Regions from separate parts of the Mus musculus genome. Here region 1 is linked to region 2. A link is a contact called in public HiChIP or PLAC-seq data. All regions are on one chromosome and are shown on one strand. The core of a region is the stretch at or near the end of the contact, and the rest is flanking DNA. Distances in the headings are between cores, read along the strand shown. Region 1 has its middle 42 kb from the start of Gm46687. Region 2 holds the start of Gm34077 (a long non-coding RNA gene).

Evidence for each region. HiChIP or PLAC-seq counts read pairs in DNA pulled down with a chosen protein or histone mark.
Region 1: an H3K27ac HiChIP or PLAC-seq map of differentiating embryonic stem cells shows a contact between it and region 2, with 8 times the contacts expected there. The contact joins two enhancer-like sites. A contact is called at or near these places in 1 of 15 datasets of contacts at CTCF or cohesin (pro-B cells) and 4 of 115 datasets of contacts at active chromatin or transcription factors (craniofacial prominence, differentiating embryonic stem cells, embryonic forebrain and 1 more).

The regions. Positions count from the first base shown.
Region 1 is chrX:12,131,967-12,137,835 of GRCm38.p6, reverse strand. It overlaps a transcript of Bcor not described here. Among named protein-coding and RNA genes, the nearest start is that of Gm46687, 42 kb to the right of the region's middle. Within about 2 kb of position 2,210, at least 257 of the 459 cell types and tissues checked have an H3K27ac peak or open chromatin away from gene starts, as enhancers often do. A contact at or near this core is called in differentiating embryonic stem cells, where this site is marked.
Region 2 is chrX:11,412,863-11,419,077 of GRCm38.p6, reverse strand. Gm34077 (a long non-coding RNA gene) reads left to right here and starts at 438. Exons shown (of 4, transcript XR_386893.2): 1 at 438-817. Within about 2 kb of position 3,212, at least 7 of the 459 cell types and tissues checked have an H3K27ac peak or open chromatin away from gene starts, as enhancers often do. A contact at or near this core is called in differentiating embryonic stem cells, where this site is marked.

The DNA.
Region 1 (5,869 bases), core at 961-3,460, 720 kb before region 2:
GAAGGAGGGGGGAAGGGACACACAGGGCAAAGCCAAGAAAAGGATGGCTTTGCTGGGTGTGACCAGGGTAACTGGGCGTGGAGGACACGCGAGCTCCTAAGTGACCGTGCCCAGAACTCAGGAGTCACGGTGTTTGCACCCTTCAACTGGGGAACTTGGGGAGTTATGAACACTTAAGATGCATGTCTTCAGGAGGGGCAGCCAGGTGTGCAGAGTTCGGGTCTGCTTGGTGACCACCTCCTGCTCTGCGGCCCCTTCCCCACCTCTAGTGGCGAGTCAGGCTCACACGGGCCTGCAGCGCGCCGCGATGATGGATCGCGCCTGGCGGGGGTGATTTGGTGTTGATCGCACATTATCACTGGCAGGTTGGACTGGTTGCTGATGGACGACTTCTAGCGGCGGCAGCAGCAGCGTCTTCAGACACCGTGCGGTGATTCGCTCGCTTTACAAGGTCTTTCCCCCTACCACCCTCCTCACCACTTACGCATGTCGGGAGAGTCTAGGAGAGAGAGTGGGGGTCTCCCCGTCCTCGAGGCCACCCACCTCGGTCCGGGACCGGGTGTGGGCCGCAGGCCCAGAGAGGAGGGGAACTAAGAGGTCTCTCCTACTTCCTCTCATTTCTCTTTCCCTTACAGCCTGCCCACCTTCCGCTTCCCCATCGGAACACGAAGGGCCTAGGTCACTTGGCCGGTGATTTCCTCGGTGCCCAGCCCAGTCCGCGGGGTGCAGTCTCCCTCTCCCTGCCGCTCACGACCCTCTCAGGGCTCCCAGCCGCGGAGGCGCTGGGGTGAAGCCCCCTCCTTGCTTCGTTTTCTAAAGTGCCTGCAAATACAAAAGCGGTTCCGTAATGCCTTCCGTCTGCGAGAGCCGGAGGACCTTGGCTGACCTTTCGGAAACTGATTGCAACTGCCTGTTAACAGCCCGTACTGACCGCACTGAGCGGAGCGGAGGACAATCATTTAAGTGACAGACGGCGAGGTGGCCCCGGCTCAGTTGAGCGGCCTGGTTAAGCCCTCCCCTCCCCCCTCCCCAGCTACTCCCCCAGCTCCGGGTGCACTGCGGGCCGTGGCCAGCTCTCTGGAGAGCGGGGAGGGCGCACCGTGAGCGCCTGTGAGTGTGAGTGCGTGTCTGCGATTATGGGCCGAAGGGTTAACCCTTTGCAGAACGCCGCCGGGGTCCTTTGAAGCCGAGCGCTGCCGGCTTAATCTGCCATTTGCAGAAGAGGAATAAAGAGGCTGCCTTGTCCTACTACCCCTAATGGGTAAACTGTACTCTCTTAGCGTGACCCGGTCACTGTCCCTGCTGCTGCCGAGGAAAGATCTCGACCCTTGGATCTTCTGCCATGGCGCTATGTAACCTCCCTGCGCTTTCCTCTTTTTCCTCACAGAAACAAGGAACAGCGCGGGGACAGCGCAAAGCGTCCAAAGGCTTTAAGGTTCGCGATGCAGTGGACGTGGGTGTTCCTGGTGTTTTCTGTTTTGGAAACTGGAAAAAGGGGAGGTGGGCTCACAGCAGGAAGGGCAGGTGGGGGAGGGGGAGGCTGGTGACAGGGCACCTCGGGCTTCTCTCTCTCTCTCTCTCTCTCTCTCTCTCTCTCTCTCTCTCTCTCTCTCTCTCTCTCTCTCTCTCTCTCTCTCTCTCTCTCTCTCTCTCTCTCTCTCTCTCTCTCTCTCTCTCTCTCTCTCTCTCTGGAGAGATCGCCAGCTGCTCTCCAACAGGCAGCGCCCTGAAATCTATTTAAAGAGAGGGAAAGGGGAGGAGAACAAAGGGGGAGGAGGGGGGCGGCGAGAGAGCAGGGAGGATCCGCCGCTCCGCGGGCACATCAAGCGCTCACATCTGTACACTCCGCGATCGATGGGGAGAATGGATAATATTTGTCAGCTGCAGACCTTTCTCTTCCCGGTTCCCAGGAAGGGGAGGGGGCAAGGGAGGGGGAGGGGCAGGCAGACCAGGCGAGAGAGGCCGCGTCAAGGACAGCGCGCCTCCCGCTGCAGCCGCACGGAAACCCAGTGCCCAGAAAGCCGGCAGATTTTTTTCTCTTATTATCATTATTAATTATTTTTTATTATTCCACAGCAGCCAGCGAGCGCTCAGCCGCGCCCCTCCCCCGCTCGCCTGCCGCCTCCCTTTGTTGATTTTCAGCTGCAAGCGTGGCGGGCCCGAGCCACCGCCGCCGCGGAGCACGATTTGCTCTTGCGCCCTGGGTCGCAGCTGCGGCCCAGGAAGTCAGGGCTCCGCCCCCGCCCCCGCCCCCCGAGGCGCGGCAGATCCTGTCCACCAAGCGCGCGCGCGCGCGCGCGCACACACACACACACACACACACACACACACACACACACACACACACACACACACACACACACACACTCATCGGTGGCCAGCCACCAGGCTATCCTAGCAGTACTTTGCTGCGGCTTTGCGTCCCCCAAAGCCCAGGCGCTGGCTGCCTCGACCAGGAGCCAGCCGTGGGCCGCACACCGGCCTTCACCACCCCCTTCCCCGGCCGCGGCACTCTGATGCCGCCACCCTCACACATGGTCTTCATTTAGCACACTAGCGGCTCGCTTCCTCTCTGCTCTTCTCCTCGGGGCTTTTCAGAGCGAGGAGGGAGGTTTAGAGGAAGTTAGAAACCTTGTGAGCCCACGGGGAAGGGGGAAACCCTCGTTAGCAGTCTGAGCTTCCGAGACGGAGGGGAGCGTCCTACGGGGGATAGGACAGAGCCTAGGTGCCCTCCCCTCCCTTGAATGTTAGGAAGGCTAAGTGAGAGGTGGCAGTCTCACCCATTCGTCCTTTTGCCTGTTAGACCTTATATCGCTAACCTAGTGGTGCCCTCAGCTAGTTGGAGACGGATTGGGTAGGGTGGAGTGGGAGTTGATGGGACAGGCAGTCAACGAATGAGACCTAAGATAGCTCAGACTGACCCAACCGTAATGGCTAGCTCACCAAACCTTTCCCATTCACCCCAGGTTGAAAACCTAAAACGGATGACCCACCAATTGGCCTGGGTCCACTGTGTTGCGGAAGATGGAGGAGGGGAGCTGCAGAGATTCGGGGTTTATTTGTATACCCTCATCCTCCTGCGATACCAAGCCAGCCAGAGGTGGCGTCCCTGACTGCTCTGCGGTCCTGGGCAGGGCAGGAAGCTGGCGCGGCCGCCGACTGGGCAGGCACCACTTGGCCTAGCCCGCTGTTCGCTGGAACTCGCGAAGCACCATCACTCTGAGTTGAGTTCCCGAGACTCCGGCCTGGTCACCCTGAGCTGTTTTCCTCCCACATCGTCAGTTGGCCTCTCTCGCAAGTCTCCTGATCTCCCGCCATCTGCTTTTCCCTTCCTTGACCGATCTCTGGAACTTCGAAATACATTCAACCGCCTTTTCTGAGATTCAAAGTTTTGTGTTTCCCCAGGGGTTAGCAGCCTAATGCTTCCCCCGTTTCCCGGAACAAAGCAAGTATTCAGCCGGGAGGGGGGCAGGCTGAGTATCCTCTCCCAGCAGCGCCTGGCGCCTGTGCAGGTTCAGAACACTCTCTTTTGAATGCAGGTGCCTTGGTGTGAGTGAGTGTGTGTGTGTGTGTGTGTGTGTGTGTGTGTGTGGTGGTGGGGGGGGGGGGGCTTTCTTTCCTCCGTCTCTCCGGGGAGCCCGAGAGGACACTTGTGTTTAGGCGAGGTTCTCACCCCGAGCTAGGAGGGCACACACTCGGCTGTTTACAGTGTGTCTGCTGCTGGAGATCACTTGCCCACACTTGACAGCGCGGGGCACCCTCAGGCTGCCAGATCCTCGAGCACTTCGCCGGAGGCTTTCGCAGTACTGGGGCCAGGGTGGGCAAGGAAAAGCGAGAGGTCTCTTAGAATTTTGAGGTTTTGCAGTCCACAGATCCCCCACCACCACCACCACCATAACAAGAGTCTGGATCGAGTAGTCTGTCAAAGGAGTTTAGGGGAGGAGTGAAGAGCTCACGAAGCGGGGTGAGATTCAAAACAGTCCTTGGGCTACCATCAGACAGCCTATCCCCATCCCCCAGTCCCGGGTGCGCCCTGGACTCCACTCGCGACTCAGAGGTGCCTCTCTCTGGACAGCGCTCCGCAGCTCCACCTGTCTTTGCCACCCTACGCGATAGACTTCTCACCCCAAGCAAGGAGGGAGGGCTACGCTAGCTGTGACCACGAGCGCCCCGGCTTTCAGCCGTACAGCTCGGCCTTAGATCCCGCTCCAGCTCTTCCCTTCTCCCCGGCCTGTGGCCCGCTCCAGGCGCCTCTAGCGCGGCCTGAAACTTGATCCCGTGTCGGAAGGACAGTATGTAAACACCAGGCGCGCTCCGAGAACCCGCGGGAGGGGCCGAGCGAGGGCCGCCCGGGCGAGCAGCTCCGAGGCCCCGCGCCCCCTCCTGCCTGCTCGCCCGGGGCGTGATCGGCAGGGCCGCTGCCTAGCTCTCTGCCTTCCCTGTTGGCTCAGCTAATTGGAGCCGCCGCCACTGTGGCGGCCTCTTGTTGAATTTTCTAGATCGCAACCGTTCAGTCGTGGCTGCCTGCGGCTCCCTTCCCCCTCCCACAGCTGTTATCAAGGCCAGCAACTTGTTGGTGATGGGGACAGTCCCTCCACTGACCCTGGCGTCAGGCTCCGCATTTACTTCAGCAGTTCCAAGAGTGTTTTTTGTTTGGTGTGGTGTGTGAGGTGTGTGTGTGTGGTGTGTGTGTGTGTGTGTGTGTGTGTGTGTGTGTGAGAGAGAGAGAGAGAGAGAGAGAGAGAGAGAGAGAGAGAGAGTCATGTTGGAAGTGCAAGGATTCCCGCCAGGATTCGAGGCTCCTGGTACTAAACCAGGGAACCTCCTGGCAGAAAGCCTTTATTCTCACGGCCTTGCACCAGGAAGTAGTGGCAGTCCAGAGGGCCTCCAAGAACAACTCCACTAGCTTTGGTTCCTAACCGGAAAACATTACAATGGGGTGGGGTGGTGATGGCAGAAAAATAATTCCCTCTCTCTTACCCGGTCCCTTTCTCTAGTTGACACCACATTTGGAACTTGTGTGCAAGTCCCTTGAACCTCCTGCACTTTGGAGTCTAGGCCACCTAGATGCCACAAAGCTACTTGCACTTTGAGTTGATTGATGTACCAAGCAGATCTAGGAAAAAACAACACTCTCTGGGCTCTGTAGATGCAGTGCTCCCAAGCTGGGTCAGCTTCAAGCCTGTGGTGCTTCCCCTTCCTCCCAGCCTTCTCTGGCCAGCCATCGATTGCCCCAGACACATTTGTACTGGATGCCGTCTATCCGTGCAGCCAGTAAACTGTAGTGGCCTATAAGAGGTTCCAAGTTTGGCCTCATGGCAGAGTGGGAGTAGAAAGCAGTTCGGTAGACTCAGGAAGAAATTACTGGTGGCAGGAGAAGAACTCAGTTGCTTTTTATCCAACATGCACATAGATTGATTGCTAGTGGATTGCACAGGCCCAAGGCCCAACCTTGTGGACAGCAGCAACTCCCAGCCAGGAAGTACATGCATAGACAGAGGCAAACTCCCAGGGTTTGGGTGAGTGAGCCACCATTAGGGGACCTTCCACAGCCCAAGAGAGAGCAGCTGCTTTTCCTGTTTGGGTTCTGGGAAGGGTGTCTGTTCCCACCCTGGCTTTGATGGTTCCCTGACAACTGTTAGGGAACAAAGACTGGAGACCATAGGCTCATTGCCTGTCATTTCCCAACACCTCTGGTCTTCGCCTCTGACTTTCACCCAGATGACTAGGATGGGAGGTTTTCCTGAGGTACCTTTCCCAATCTGTTTATACTAGAGCACAGTTTCCCACTCCTTCCATATTGCTTTAAACTATGATGAAAGGGAATTTCACAGAATTAATCCGATAACTTGATGTGGAGGCTGGCACT
Region 2 (6,215 bases), core at 1,963-4,462:
ATTCCTGTTCTTATGGAGCTACCTATGCTGGGAAACTCCAGATCTGCTGGCTGGGAACAGGATGTTTCTGATTACCCATCCTGGCTGTGCTACAGACCGACTGTTCTTCAATGGTCTGATTGCAAATACAAGGTGTCTAGATAAGGTACTGGTATGCCCACTATACAGAGTGGGAAACTGAGGCTTAAGAGGCACAGAGGCACTTATGACAGCTCTGGATTCTCTATGGTTGGTATAAACTGGAGTAGGTTGTCCTTCTTGGCCTGCAGGTACTAAAGTTATGGGAGAATAGGAGACAGACAGTGCTCTGGCTTTGTGGGTCTAGAAGAGTCCGAATTACAGAGAGCAAACCCTTTGGGAAAGCAGAGTCGGGAGTGGGAAGTGTTCCTGGGGAATCCGGAACAACGTCATACAAAGCAAAGACTAGAAGAGGAAAATGCTGGCTGTAACCTCCCAAGGACGATTACTGCTTGCCTGAAGATTAGGTCACCTGGAAGGACATTAAAGGCCACTGGTCTAGTGAGGGTTCTGAAATGAACCATTTTCTCAAGACGCAGGGCCTTCTAATGGAAATCATGACAACAAGGGCTACTATTTTGAGAAAAGTTACTCAGTGGCAGGCTTGGGTCCAAATGCTTCGTGCGCACGCTCCGCTCTCCTCAGCTGAAAGGATACTTGTTATAGCTACGGCCTCGGTGGCTCGACTGCCTTGGGTTCTAATTAGAAGACCTTGGGCCAGTCGCAGGCCCTCCACCTACCTCCTGCTTTGTCTGGAGATTGAGGTTACAAATGATTTTCACCTCAAAGGATTATAGAGGTAAGTTAGGAGCGTTCTCATATGTGAAGGGCATGGGAAGGGGGTGATGTTCAAAGTGTGGGCAGTGACTGTTGTCATTGTCACTCCCAGGGTTCATTAGGAATGTGGTATCTCAGTCCCTCCCCCACATCCTGTATACTTAATAGTTCCCTGGAGGCTCAAGTGCATGCTGGAAGCCCTGGACAGTAAGAGTGCCAGGACCACGGGAAGTGCTCTCTGCTCTCTGGCTGTCATTAGTGTGATTATTATTCCATGTGATCCTGAGACAGGCTCACCACGCAGCACATCAGAGCCACTCGAAAGCCTGATTTAGTTCCTACAGCCAGGTTCCTGGGCAGGGAAAGTGAATTTGAAATCTCTTGGGGTTGCCAGTGTTAAAACTTCAGAACTGAAGTTCACAGCCCCGTGGTAAACTAGGATGGGTTAATCACTCTCAGTGGTGGTGACTTCTTGGTGCTAGTACCCTTGGTACTGAGTGGTACACTATTATTACCAGTTGCATTGTCAGACTTGTTAAGGGGCCAGAGAATGTGGCTCAGTTGGTAGAGCACTAACCTAGTATGAACAAAGCTAGAGGTTCCATCCCCAGTAGGGTGGTCATGCACTGTAGCTGCTAATCCTAGGAGGACAGAGGAAGATCAGATGGTCAAAGTCATCTTTTACAATGCAGGGAGTTTGAGAGCAGCCTGGCATATTTTGAGACTGTCTCAAAACCAAACCAATCAAAACAACTGCGGTTAGGTTGCATGTAAAATTGACCCTTACAAAGTACAGTTTGGTGGCCTTAAGTTTATCTCATGGGCACTGCAAGTGCCACCACTATGTATTATTGAAGTTTGTAATAATCACTCTTTAAGGGAAACTCCATACTAACGAGTGGTCCTTCCTCTCTGCCACCCACCCATCCTGGGCAAAATGAAACAACTTTCCATAGAATTGCATTGCGCATAAGCAGAATGGTTAATGACTTTCACTTCCTATTGTGTTTTGCTTTATTGATGACTCTGTCCTTGGGGAGCAGGGTGCACATGGCAGGATGCACATGTGCAAGTCGGAGGACAGTTTTGTAAAGTGAGTCCTTTCCTTTCACCTTTGCGTGGGTTCTGGGTTGTCAGGCTTGCAAGGCAAACACTTCTCGGCTGGACCTTAGCATCTCATTGTGAAAGGTCATCTGAATGGTAGCATGGATGCAAATTCTATTCCTTTTCATAGCTGACTAGTACTCCATTCCATAGACAGACCAGTTTTGCTCATCCATTTATTAGCTGCTGGGCATTTTAGGCTGTTATGAACAACACTACTGGAAGACCCTGCTTTCCTTTCTTTAGGTATGTGAGAGGCTGTGTTCTTTAGGTATGTGGGAGGCTGCGTTCTTTAGGTACATGGGAGGCTGCTAGATTCTGTGATACTTCAGCCTTTAACATGATGAGGAAAAAGAAATTATCTTTAGCCCTACACTCCCTTCAGCACTGAAAAGGCTCTTTAGGTCCAGGCTGGAACAATCCTGAGTCTTGCCTCTGGCTCCTGGGTTGAACTGATATGGCGTTCTGCCCAGGCTAGTGAGCTTCTATTTTATTTCTTCCCTACATTTCCATGCAGACACATTGTAGGATGAGACAGCTCTACGCTGTTACTCAGTCACACTGAAGAAAATCCAACTGGACACAGAAGCTGCACAGGTTGTCTGGAAGTGTGTTGAGGGTCCTGAGTCTGAGGTCTGTCTATATGAGAAAGAGGAACAAGGTCACAGCTATGGGCTAAGAGTCTATGTGATGTTAAGGGGCAAGAATACCCCTTGGCAGGGCAAGTGCCAGGGTGGCAGTGCTGAAGCCTGTAATGAGCTTTACAGCTGTTGAATGCTGAATACTTAGGGTGTGTTACCATTGAGAGATCAACTAATAACCTACTTTACCCTCTGGATACTATCTATGGCCCCCATCAAGGAACAAGTTTAGAGGAAGGCCAATATGCAAGCAGCACGGTGGGCCTAAACCCTGACACAGGCTAGAATAGTGCTCAGTGATCTGTACCGCCCCTCCCCCCCCAATTGTGGGAGGGGAATTAATTCTCTCAGGTTAGAAGCTTGGCAGGGGCTAAAGAAGCAAGAAGAGAGAGGAGGAGGTGGGGGAGGGAAATGTGGCAAATGGAGGGCGGGTGGTCGTGAAAGGAGGCAGACCAGGTGAACAAACAAATGTTGTTGCCTAGGTTGCTGTCTGGTGAGGTAGGAGAGCAGAGGACAGAAAGAGCTTCAAAGTGCTCTCCGCTCCTGCTCCTGTTCCCACTCCTAAGCCAGCTGCACAAGAATAGTCTTCCTCTCTCCATGCAAACACTAGAGCCTTCACCTCCATTGTGCACTGAAGCCCAAAGTGGGGCCCTTATCTGCCCGCCCCTCCCACCAACCTGTCCCTGTTGCCATGGAAACTATCTCCGGGGTAAGGTGATCTCTCTCTACTTGCAACCTCCCTGCTTTCAGCACCAATCAATCAATCCCCCCAACCCCATCTCCAAGGGGGAGGTCCTACGGGAGGGTAAGGAAGAAGAGAAATTAAACACAGGAAAAAGAACAACAGCAATGAAAAATGAGCAAAGAGAGGGAGTGATGTAATTCTGGCCGTTGATCAATTCCCTTTGTCCCTGTGGTGACCATACCCTTCCCAAGCATAACTCCTAGAGGCAGAAGCGGCTCTTCTTGGGGGATTTCCAGGTCTTCTAGATGGACCAGGGATAGTTTTTCTGGCTATAGAGGCCTGTTAAGCTATAAAGTAATGAGAACTTTTACTATTCATGCCCCAATCCCAGAAGGAAGATTGCAGGAATAACAGATCAGCCCAGTTGTGGGTAATTCGAGATGGGCTGGAGCTTACATGCCAGACTCAGCAAGGTCATAGCTGGGTTTTGACCACTGAGGATTTATTTACTATGGCAGATTGTATGCTGCACAAATGGCTGAAATAATAGTTTTTGCCCTGCATACTCTTCCAGGAACTGATTTCACCCCCATTCAAAGATGGAGTCTGTGTCCCCCTCCCTTTGAATTGTAAGTGGGACTTAGGGCTGTCTCTCGAACTTTTGTATGTGAGACAAACAGTGCTGAATGACCTTAATTGCAGCTATTATTCCTCGTGGGCGTTAGAACACAGGTGGAAGTGATGCTATGGAACCTCTGAAGCTAGTTACAAAAAGACAATTCAACTTTTACCTGTCTCACACACAAGACCTGGTTCCTGGATTTCAGTTGTCATGCTTATGAAAAGCCCAGATTCCATGGAGACCCATTCTGGATCTGAGTGTTCTGGACAGAAGTCCCTACTGAAGCTTGGCTAGCTACAGCCTCCACCACCCAACAAGCCAATGAGGGAACTGTCATGATGACTGCAGCTTTTGAATGCAACCACAGGAATGTCACCTACTCTGGTCCCAGAACTACAGGAGACAGTCCTGATAAGTGATGGTTATGTCCCCAGGGACAAAGCCTGAGCTAGGAATGTGGCTCATCTGCCAGAGTGCTTGCTTCACATACACGAATGAGTCCCTGGATTTGATCGTCAGAATTGCATAAAATCTAGTGTAGTGTCCCACATCTGTGAATTCAGTACTTAGGAGGTAGAGGCAGGAAGATGGGAACGCAAGGTCATCCTTGACGCTTCTCATGTTCAAGGCCAATTTGGGCTACAAGAGACCCCCACATCAAATCAAATGAAACATCCAAACAACAGCAACACAAAACAAAACAGATAAGAAAACAAAGAACAAAAGAAAGCCAGTTTGAGATTGGACATTACAAAGTACTATTCTATTTAATTTTTGTTTTTAATTTTCTTAGCTTTTCTGATGCTAGACTTTTAGGGAGGAGATAGGCAAGTTCTCTATTACCATGCTAGAGCCCCAGTCCTGGACAGGAGGAATTAAACAGTGGTGTTCTATGGCAAGATCTATAAAGCAAGCTCACTTTGCCTCCCTCCTTACCAGTCTCTAAAATCACAGAAGTAAATTTCTCATGATGTATTTGATGGCTGTTTTCACACTGGTTCCCATAGCCATGAACGGTCAGTTCTCTGTCAAATGCTGGGAGGGACTTAGGTAAAAAGTATGATCCAGGTGGCGATTTTGTGTTCAAAAAGAAACTGTGGATTTGACACTGGGCACTTAGCTGAGCAGTTTGTTCATGGTTGTCAGTCATAACTGAGTCAGTCAAATGCCTCATATCTCTATCCTTTTCTTGTCACCACCTGCATATTCTTCCCATTTGTGACTGACTACCCTGTGTTCCACTCCAACTGACCTCCCATGTCATATTCTCTTCACCAACTTCATTCAACCTTCCATGTATCAGTGGTTCTCAAACTTAAGGGTACATCAGAATTATCTAGAATATCATTTAAATTCCTGGACTTTGGCCTCGGAGATGAATTTCTAATTACACTCTCTGTCTCTATCTCCATACATGTGTGCTGCATGTGTATGTGTGTTGTATGTGTATGTATGTACATATGTGGCAAGAGAAAGGATTTCTTTGGCACATGGCTTTGGGTGTTTCACTCCATAACTGGGAGGTGTCTTTGCTTTGGGCTTGTGGTGAGGTTGTACATCAAGGCTGAAACATACAGTGGAACAAAGCTTCTTACCTTGTAGGCAAGATGCCAACAAGAAGAGGAAATCATTGGGAAGCCATCTTCCTCTTCAAGACCATACTGGCAATGGCTTAAAGCCTTTCCCTGAGGCCTTAACTCTCAACAGTTCTACCACCTGCCAGTGGTGTCTCTTTGAAGACTCAGCCTCCAACCAATGGGCTTCTGTGGAAAATTTAAGAATCAAATTATGCTATGGTATGGAAGCATACACTTATAGTCAGGGTGCTGAGGCAGGATTGTAAATTCAAGGACTTCTTGGGAGCACAGATCCACTTCAGGGCCAGCCTGGACAACTTGGGTAATATTAGAGCTACTCCTGGACTCTATCTGCAAAGTTTGCCTCTGTAGTGTGTGGTAGTTAGTGCAGACATTCATAGTTGACCAGAGTGCTGAGAATAACTGACTTTTGAGTCATCAGGCTGTAAATGGGATATGTCTATTACTCAAGGCTCAGGGAACACCAAGGAAGAAAAATCAAGAACGTAAAAGCTGGAGGAAAGTGGGTAGGGTTGTAGCATCTGTGGAGTCCCATCTGCTGTGGTTAGCCTCCAAAGTCCTGCACAGTATTGGGCCCATTAACAGCTCATCATGGAGTAGGGAAGGGTTCATGGCGCCACCCCTCCCAAACTCATAAGCAATTCATGTTTACTGGATGAGGAAGATGGATTTTCTTCTGTGGTGCAGCCAGTTCTAAGGCGATCATGGTCTTTTAAAGAACCCCTCACCTGTGTGCCTGTAAGTGACCCTTAATTAAATCATTGGTTCAC